2 separate regions of the Mus musculus genome follow, and region 2 is linked to region 1. The links are chromatin contacts, called in public promoter capture Hi-C maps. All regions are on one chromosome and are shown on one strand. The core of a region is the stretch at or near the end of the contact, and the rest is flanking DNA. Distances in the headings are between cores, read along the strand shown.

Region 1 (4,722 bases), core at 1,041-3,540:
GAGCGAGTGGGAGAGAGAGAGAGAGCAGGGAATGAGAGAGAAGAAAACCTTTAAGCCTTGAAAAGTTGCCTGCCAGCTTGTACTCAGAGTGAATAGAGTAGTCTGTGTCTATTCACTATGAATCTTCCAGTAGAGAACTCCGATCCTGTGTTGAGGCTGGACCCTGACAAAGACTCAAGACCAATGAAGCACCCTGTCCATTGAGTCCTATACTCTCTCCAAACATCACGTGTCCCCTCAGGCGTCTTGCCTGAGTCTGCATCATATGACTGACTTCTTCACATATCAAACTTGCTTTTTCACTAGAATGTAGTGATTTTTCACACATGATAAAGATTATATACACGATGTACGTAGAAGCCGTCTTATTCCTGGGGTCCACATGATGGAAGCAGAGAACTGACTCTGGGACGCTGTCCTCTGTCCTCCACACCTCAACTGTGGACTGTGGATGAGTGTGAACAAACTCACAATAATAGACGAAACAAAGAATCTAAAAGCGCCTGGCGTGGTGGCGCACGCCTTTAATCCCAGCACTCAGGAGGCAGAGGCAGGCAGATTTCTGAGTTTGAGGCCGGCTTGGTCTACAGAGTGAGTTCCAGGTCAGCCAGGACTACACAGAGAAACCCTGTCTTGAAAAACCAAAAAAAAAAAAAAACTAAAAGCACAATTATCAAGCCCATGTTTTGGAGAAGGACACAAATTCAGTCTGTTTACACCAAACAATTACAGTTTAAGGGTACACCCCTCTGCCTCCCACCAGCACCCAGTGAGCCTCGTGTGACTCCACTTTTCATGTCCTGAAATCATGGCTTCCTTCCCACTGCAGCCCACTGTCCAGGTCATCTCTCTTCCATCTGTGGCTGGACTTCTTCCCCTTTGATCAGCTGTCTTCAGACTCACTGCCAGGCAAGGATTTTCTTTTTCCATTGTTTTATCATTTCTTGAAAATTAAAGAAAGCTTCAATTAACTTTGGACATCTGAAATTGCTTAAATGTCTCAATTATTGTTATGGTCTATAAATGCCCCCCCCAGGGGGTGTGGGAACACCATGGTTTTGTTCACTAGCTATTGACCCAGTACTTTTTCTAGGACAGTTTCTTTCGGGGCCACCTTCCCCACTCTTTTACTTTTTCCATTGTTTCTTTCCCATTTTTGCAATGTCTTATTGGAGGTCATTTTTAAATCGCAGATCTGAAGAGTGCTTCAGGGTCCATTGGTCTCCTAGACTCACAATCGAGTTACATTCCAGTAAATTTATTTCTACTGGGAGTAGTTCTTGTATATTTTGGTATTTATACATTTTAGTGATTGTAGCAGCTTCTACCCTCAGAAGTCTTATTTTCTGTCAGGTTCAAATGAACATATCTAAATCTTATCATGAAATGTTTTATCAGGAGCAAACAGAAGAACTGGATGAAAAGTAGGCACACAAAGTACACGCCAATCATCGCTAGAGTCTTGCCTTCTGTCAGCTGTGCCTTTGGTATGATCAGTTGAACTAACAATGCCGTTTGATTTGGGGGGGGGGGTCACAGCATTGCTTCAGCAGTTTGAATGATGTAACTTCTCGAAGAACACATCGAAATGCAATAGCTCCAATAAACACCATAGCCCTTTCAGCTTGTTTTGCTGATAAGCAGACCACTGAATGGCAAGTGCACAGAGCAGCCAGGTCCTTCCCCATCTCCCATTGAACTACCTATTTTATTTGTTAAAATAATCTCCTAAGAAACACTTTCCAGATGGTGGCTTCAGTTTTTGCTAGAAGGTGAAAAACGATGGAAAGAATTAATAAACCCTTATTGTAACTGTATCCACAATCCCAGGCACTTGCAAGCACGATCTTTTGTCTCTAGAGGATCACTGCATGGAAAAAAAAAAAGCATTCTTTCAGTAAACCCTCGCGGGCCTCTGCTTAGGGACCTGCGCAGCTCCCATCCCAAGGGCCTCAGAAAATGGACAACCCGCTCTGGTACGAGCCCTGGGCGGAGTCTCGGTCGTTCGTAGAAAGCCCTGGCCAGAAGCCTCGCTGGGCAGCAGGAGCCAGCGGCAAGAACAAGGCGAACCAGGGGTTACAAAGCGGAGGGCTAGGGCCAGGGCGGAGCCTTAGGACCGGGGGGCGGGGCGAAGTCGGGGAGGAGCCTAGCAGAAGACAGCGCCAGGAGGCATAGGGCGGGGTCTTAGGGCAGAGAGGCGGGGCGAAGTCGGGGGTGGGGTGGGGGAGAAGCCTGCAGAGGGCGGCGCCCAGAGGTGTGGCATATTGGGGGCGTAACCGGGCTTGGGGCAGAGTCGATGTGGGGTGGAGCTGGCTGCGGGGAGCGGACAGCGGGGGGCGGGGCAGGCTGTGGCCGGGGCGGCCCGGGGCGGGGACTTCTGGCACTTTCTGGGAGCTGCGGGCGATCGGCTCACAGACCTTCTGGCCGGAAACCCGCGCGCTCCCGCTACCAGGGCCGTCGTCGTCAGCGCCGCCATGGCCAAGTGGGGCCAGGGGGACCCGCGCTGGATCGTGGAGGAGCGGGAGGACGGGACCAACGTGAACAACTGGCACTGGTGCGGTGGGCCCCGGGCGCGAGCAGGCGGGCGGGCTCCTGGGAGGGCCGCGCGGCGCCGCAGCACGGCTGCCCGTGGCGGGAGACGGTTCCTAACTGCGCTGGTCCTACGGCTTCAGGCTCCTCCTGAAGTTGGGCGAGCTCCAGAAGGGACTTCTGTCTCACCCTACCGGACAGCTGTGCCTCGGTCGCCCCTCACCCAGCCATCCTCGGCCTTGAGATGCGTAGTGCGCGTGCGTGCGCCGACGGTGCTGTGTCCGTGTGCAGTAGGAAGGCAGGGACTTGGATCTCACTTTCTTTGCTTTGTCTCAGTTTGCACTAGTTATCTGCCCCCCTTTGTGTCTCAGGAATACCGGGAGATGTCTGCCTCTTTGGCGGGCATTGGGGAAAGCTGAGGGAAGCAGAGCCCAGACTGCACCATAAGATGACTTAGCTGTCCTGAAAGAATTATGTTCTAGGCTGGATTCTATGATTAGGACACTGACGTCTCAGGCTGCTCTTTGTCCCCTTAGATGAGAACATTAGAGAGAATGCATAAGATAAATATGGAAATGCCAGATAACTGATATTGTGGTTAAGGCTATTTAAATGACTACCACCGTTACAGGTGGCCGCAGCTTAGCCAATCCATTTCCTGGGGTGGAGATTGCTGGACCCTTTTCCCCGGGGCCATTGTTTTTAAGATTACCCATTATTATATGGTGAATAATAGTGTCTTAAGAAACTGAGCAACAGGCTTAGAAGATACCTAGTAGAAACCTCGTCAGAGAAGCACATTTGCGAGTTGGAGGCTGCTTGAATACCAGGACTCACCTGGTCTGGGTTTGGATGGCATCCTGGCTGCTCAGATGGAGACCAGCTGGGCCATTCACCTGTCTTTCTATTCTCTGGCAGGACAGAGCGGGATGCCACCATTTGGTCCAAGGGGAAGCTCCGAGAGCTCCTGGTTGGCATTGCTATGGAGAATGAGGCTGGCCGATGTGAGATCAGTGAGTTGAAACAGGTGGAAGGTGAGGCTTCATGTAACAGCCGCAAAGGGAAGCTTATTTTCTTCTATGAGTGGAACATCAAGCTGGCCTGGAAAGGTAATGGGGGTCCTGGCAAGAGGCAGGTTGGGGACACCCTGTGTACAGTCTTAACGTTTAGTAGCAGTAGCTGATGTTCGGATGTGCTTGGTGTTGCTATGTTCTGAAAGCTGCACTTCACTACTCTAGATGCCTGAGGGGCAGTTCTTTCTCAGTTAAGCCCTTTTACCAGCATCTGTGACTAGGGCCTTAATGCAGCTGCCACCTGCCACCCTTCCTCCACAGATGCCTGCTTCCCTTAAAAATGTTTAATTATTTCAAAACTTAAAAAATTATTTCTGTGTGTGTGCGCACATACTTGGGTGTCGTAGCACGTGTAGAAGGCAGAGTTGGTTGGTAGCAAGTGCTTTTGCCTCTTGCTAGCTTATCTTTGTTGTCTTAATTCTATTATGTGTGTGGGCATGTGTGCCATGGTGGGCATGTGAGGTGCAAGGACACAGGAATTTAATTCAAGTCACTAGGCCCCAGCAGTAAGTTCCTTATCCATTGAGCCATCTTGTCAGCCCTCCCTTGGGGACTTTATCCTAAGATTGGGTTCTTTGGACAATCCATATAGATAGAATCCTGTCATACATAAAACTCTCTGCTTTCATTCCACCTTGTACCATGTTTTAGTACTTTATGCTGTTTTTATGTGCATTGTGTGGACAGAGCACATTTTATCTCTTTACCTGTTGATGGACCTTTTTGTTCATAGTTGTCTTGACTTTACCAAGACACGTGGTACTTAGCTTATGGTTCAATACTTGTTGACATGACCAAAGGTCAATCATAGGGAAAGGGAGAGAACAAGGAGAGATGTGGGTATGGAAGACCGACCGTATTGTGTTAAGAACTCGGGTGTCTGCCTAGAGTTGGCTACTTTCTGTGTAGTTTGTTAAGATGAAGCTCACTGAGCCTTCCTTGGCCTCTGAGTCAGGGAGGTGTCAAACATCAAAGCAGTCCTACTAAGTTCCCTGCAAGTTAAGACTAGCTTGGGCCACAATAAAAAGATCCCATTTCACAAGAAAGCTAAGAGCTTGGGATGTAGCTCAGCATCTGAATGCTTGCCTAGTGTGCAGAGGGCTCTAGGTTAATGCACGTG
Region 2 (4,790 bases), core at 601-3,100, 3.1 Mb before region 1:
TGTGTGTGTGTGTGTGTGTGTGTGTGTGTATTTGAGACAGGATCTCTCACTGAACCTGAGTATCATCTCTAAATCAAGGGTGGTAGGTCAATGAGCTTCAGTGACTCACTTGTCTCTGTTCCTGTCATATCCACCTTACTCTCTGTACACAGTAACTTCCTATGTAGGAAAGATGACCATAACCTTCAGCTCTTTCCTTGTGTTCCACCTCAAAAGTTTTTGGGTCATAGGCCTGTGCTATGGAGCTGTTTTATATGCTGGGGATTTTTTAAAAATTTTTTATTAGGTATTTTCCTCATTTACATTTCCAATGCTATCCCAAAAGTCCCCCATACCCACCCCCCACTCCCCTACCCACCCACTCCCCCTTTTTGGCCCTGGCATTCCCCTGTACTGGGGCATATAAAGTTTGCAAGTCCAATGGGCCTCTCTTTCCAGTGATGGCCAACTAGGCCATCTTTTGATACATATGCAGCTAGAGACAAGAGCTCCGGGGTACTGGTTAGTTCATAATGTTGTTCCACCTATAGGGTTGCAGTTCCCTTTAGCTCCTTGGGTGCTTTCTCTAGCTCCTCCATTGGGGACCCTGGGATCCATTCAATAGCTGACTGTGATGCTGGGGATTTTATTGAGGGCTTCCTACAGGTCAGAGGGACACTACCGATAAAGCTACACCCCTGTCTACAAAATTCATTTTAAAAATGTTTTTATACCCAAATCATGCCGTTCTTTTAAGAAATAGTCTCATGCTGTTTACCATTTTTGGAGTTTGGTAAAATCCTATTTCCTTATTACACCAAATTTAGCAAATAGAATTAATACCATCAGGCAAGAATAAAGCTACTACCATGATATTTGAGTCACTCTTGAATCAAGCTTTATTAAATACTGGCCAGGAATGATGGACACAGGCCAAGTCTACACCAGGAATTCCAGAGTATGGCACCATATTGCATTTGTCAGGGGCTTATGAAGGCAAATCCCACAAGGGTATGCACTTTCTGCCTTTGTGGAATCAAGGGCAAACATTCTTCCTGCCCATTTACTTCCCACCTACATGTGACTAAGCAGATCTTGTGCAGTTTGGGCAAGCTTGTTATCTTTCTTGAACAACAGCCTCCAGCATTCCTAGAAGTTACCTTGAGCAAGTGGGACTTACAAATTAGAGATTTGTTTGTTTGTTTGTTTGTTTGTTTTATAGGTCTCTCTCTCCTTTTTTTTTTTTTTTTTTTTTTTTTTTTTTTCGAGACAGGGTTTCTCTGTGTAGCCTGGCTGTCCTGGAACTCAGGCTGGCCTCGAACTCAGAAATCCACCTGCCTCTGCCTCCCAAGTGCTGGGATTAAAGGCTTGTGCCACCACTGACAGGCTGTTTTATAGGTCTCTTAAAGTATAGTAACTAAAACTTAAAACATAACTTTAGCCTTCGCAGAGAAAATGGCTGTTTTTCTTTCAGTATTTGCATCTGGACAATTATTGAGTGTTTTTAGGTAAGAAACTAAAGTGCTGTTTGAACAGTCTTTTTTATAAAGATTTGTTTGTTTGCTCTAAAATGTAAGTTGTGTATCCTTAAAGAATTTCTATATACTTAACATATTTCTCTCAGCTGTCATAGTAACCTTAAAACTCAATAACTTATGTTTTCCATTTTACAGATGGGAACGTAGAAATGTAGTAACTTTCGTTTTAAACATTATCCAAGTATTAAATGACAGAACTAGGCCTAGGGCAGTCACTTGCAAGTGACACACCCAGATAGATACAGGCCCTCCCAGTTACAAGGCTGTCTGGGTATGCCTAGAGGCTGGGCGAGCTGTTGGTAAGGATCTGAGCAATTTGAAAGGGGTTGGTACTCAGAACTGGTACAGGAAGGGTTCAGTTCTTCTGTAAGCGCTGGCCCAGTTTACTACCCCCAGGTTAATCTGCAGGCTCTTCAGACAGGCCTTGGCAGGGTCCGGTGCTTGGAAACTCTAACCCTCTCTCTCGGTACCGCCCCTCCACCGCTGCAGCCTCTGCCACTGGGCGGCCTCTGCCACTGGGCGGCCTCCGCCAGACTCTGGGGCTCCCAGGGCTGGCTGCCGGGAGGCGGCCCACAGGCTCGCCCGGCCCCTGGGAGGAGCCCGGAGAGGCCCACCTGGCTGCGAGGCCTTAGGAGACCAGCGCTGTGGGGACTCCGGCGGCAGGTCAGTCTTCCCTCCACCCCGGCTCCGACGCTCAGTGCCCGGCGGGCGGCCGCGGCGTTGTCCCGGCCCGCTGCAGGCCCAGCTTCAGCCCCCGCACCCGGTACCGACTCATCCCGGAAACCGGCCGGCGCTTCTGCACAGCTCCGGACTGCCATCCCCGGGACGGGGTCGCCGCTCAAGGCCGGGAGGGAGCGTTTGAACCGGGCGAGCGTCACCCCGGAAGCACCGAGTCCCCAAACTTTTAGCTGCCCCGCTTAGAAGTTGTTCTAGGAAGACTTGCCAACTTTAGCCAGCAACTTTGGCGCGTGTGTCCAACATACCGCCCTGTTGAGGGAACCCGGTGAATCACAACCTCCTTCAATTCGGTGGCCCAGTTGTTCCTGGTTTAGATTTCCCGCTCTCCTCCGGGCTCTGTTCAGCCCACTGGAGTGGAGTTTCAGCCGCCTCGGAGGCACTGGGTTCAGTAAGCGAAGGAGGGAAAACTACTTAAGCATAGATGGGTAGCTTAAGAGAAACGTTTTGTACCCTGTCAGTATTTTTGAATAATTTTCACGAAAGCATTTGTCCTGGTTAGATTTTGCTGTTGTTATCAACTTGTCTCCATGCAGGGCCATCTGGGAAGAGGGACAAATGTTGAATGTTGAGATTAATGTGAGGCTGTTAGTGGCTGGGGAAGGGTACAGCTTTAAATTCAAAGGTCGCATCTGACCTTTGGTAGTGTCTTACCACCACCAAGCAAAACACCTGCGAATGACTTCCACGAGCAAGGATTTCCATGACAAGCTAACCTGTCCTATCAGGACACTGACTAGTTCAGGCTCTCTGGTTTTCTGACCCTCCCTCTTACCCACTCCCATCAATGTGAGAACAGCTTTGCCTTAGAGATTACAGCTCTACAGATAACAGGAATCCCACATTCCAGAAGAAGGCCACAGAAATTTAATTCAAGTGGCAAAATACCTCCATTAGATTTACTCAGGGGCAGATGCGGATCTGTTGGAGTGATAGATGGGGGAGGGCCCAGGCCAGCAGTGCCACCCTTGGGCCTGGTTTGTTTAAGAAAGCCAAGCTGGTTGATCCAGTTCGGAGCAGGACAAGCTATTGAGCAGGGGGGTCTGCCATGGTGGCTTCAGTACCTGCCTGCAATTGCTGCTTTGAGTTCCTGCCCTGACTCCCCTTTCAGGTGGATTGTAAACTATATGAAGTAATTCCAAAGTTGCTTTACCATGGTTTTGTTTATTTGTTTTTGTTTTTGTTTTAGTCTAGAAATACTAAGAAGACCATGGTTACTTTCACATCTAATTTCAAGCATTTTTTCTAATATTTATTAATTATATATTAATCGCGTTACTCATTTGCTAATTTCTATACAATGATAATTAATTACATTCTATAGTGTTGCTAAATATTAATAAACTCCTACATGAAATTTTGAAGTATTGATTTAAATGAAACACAGTAGATATTTTTAATTTTTAAGAAATTTATTTTTAATTTTTAATTTTGTGTGTGTGTATACAGGTGCCAGTTGAAGAGGTCAAATATATCAGGCCCCAGAGCTCGAGTTACAGAGAGTTATAAGCTGCCATGTGGGCACTGGGAACTGAACCCAGATCATCCTCTACAAGAGTATTGCATATATTATGTATATATTATTACATATATATATACATACATACATACATACACATGTCAGTATCTCTTAGGTTTCAAAGTATCTGAATTTCTAACTTGAATGTTGTGGATGGCTTATCCAGTTGGAATTGACTTCAGGATCCTAATCTTAATTCTGGGAAAGACATTAGGAGAAATGAGTTTCAATGCTAGAGTTTTAACTATTTATCTCATCCATCTGCCAATAGATGTGATGGCACCAAGAAGAAAAGAGAAATATAAGCTTCCGGTTCCACTCCCAGAAGGCAAAATTCTGGATGATATGGAAGGAAACCGGTGGGCACTGGGCAAGATGATCGGCTCTGGAGGGTTTGGACTGATATACTTAGGTAAAGTATGACTAAATTGCCAAGTCTAATTACGTCTGTGATCTTTGTAACTATGGTAACAATGGTATTTTAAGAGCTAACTGAAATAACAGAATTCATAGATTCTTTTTTTAAAAAAGTAATTTGAAGATAGTTAATGTTTAGTACATTAACTAAACATTAGGTTCAAACCATAACTGACATAACATGTTCCCTGTTTGTCTTCTTTTTCCCCCAGTAAGTTTTAGAAGTCTTTTCAGAGCATAATTGCACAATCTGCCAGACAGAATTCAAATTTTCTTTTTGAGAACTTGTTTTCCTGAAACCACTTATTTTTATATGTTATAAACAACAGCTGTATAAATATAAATATTTTGTGATCCTTTTTAAAAAATATTTGCTATATTATATGTATGATATCTGTCGGACATGTCACAGGGCAGCTGTGGTGGTCAGGGGACAATCCTCCCACCTTTATGTGGTTTCTAGGATGCCAACTCAGGTAGGTGGGCATACTTCTGGAGAAAGCACCTTTACCTGCTGTGCTGTAGCTCTGTTCTCTACGTTTTGACTCCTAATAATTATTATCTAGGCAACGCTAGGGTTCTACCTAGACTTAAGGTTAATG

What was found. Promoter capture Hi-C pulls out the DNA fragments that hold promoters and counts their contacts.
Region 2: a promoter capture Hi-C map of pre-B cells shows a contact between it and region 1, with 2.9 times the contacts expected there. The contact joins the promoter of Vrk2 here to the promoter of Ahsa2 in region 1. A contact is called at or near these places in 2 of 39 promoter capture datasets (frontonasal cranial neural crest and pre-B cells) and 1 of 484 Hi-C or Micro-C datasets (pre-B cells).

Annotation. Positions count from the first base shown.
Region 1 is chr11:23,495,607-23,500,328 of GRCm38.p6, reverse strand. It overlaps Ahsa2 (AHA1, activator of heat shock protein ATPase 2), which reads left to right and starts at 2,290. Exons shown (of 9, transcript NM_172391.4): 1 at 2,290-2,554; 2 at 3,448-3,638. The coding sequence starts at 2,475. It overlaps 1700030C12Rik (RIKEN cDNA 1700030C12 gene), which reads right to left and starts at 2,568. Exons shown (of 3, transcript NR_166706.1): 1 at 2,418-2,568; 2 at 1,744-1,867; 3 at 666-943.
Region 2 is chr11:26,590,980-26,595,769 of GRCm38.p6, reverse strand. It overlaps Vrk2 (vaccinia related kinase 2), which reads left to right and starts at 1,850. Exons shown (of 13, transcript NM_027260.3): 1 at 1,850-2,180; 2 at 4,043-4,183. The coding sequence starts at 4,048.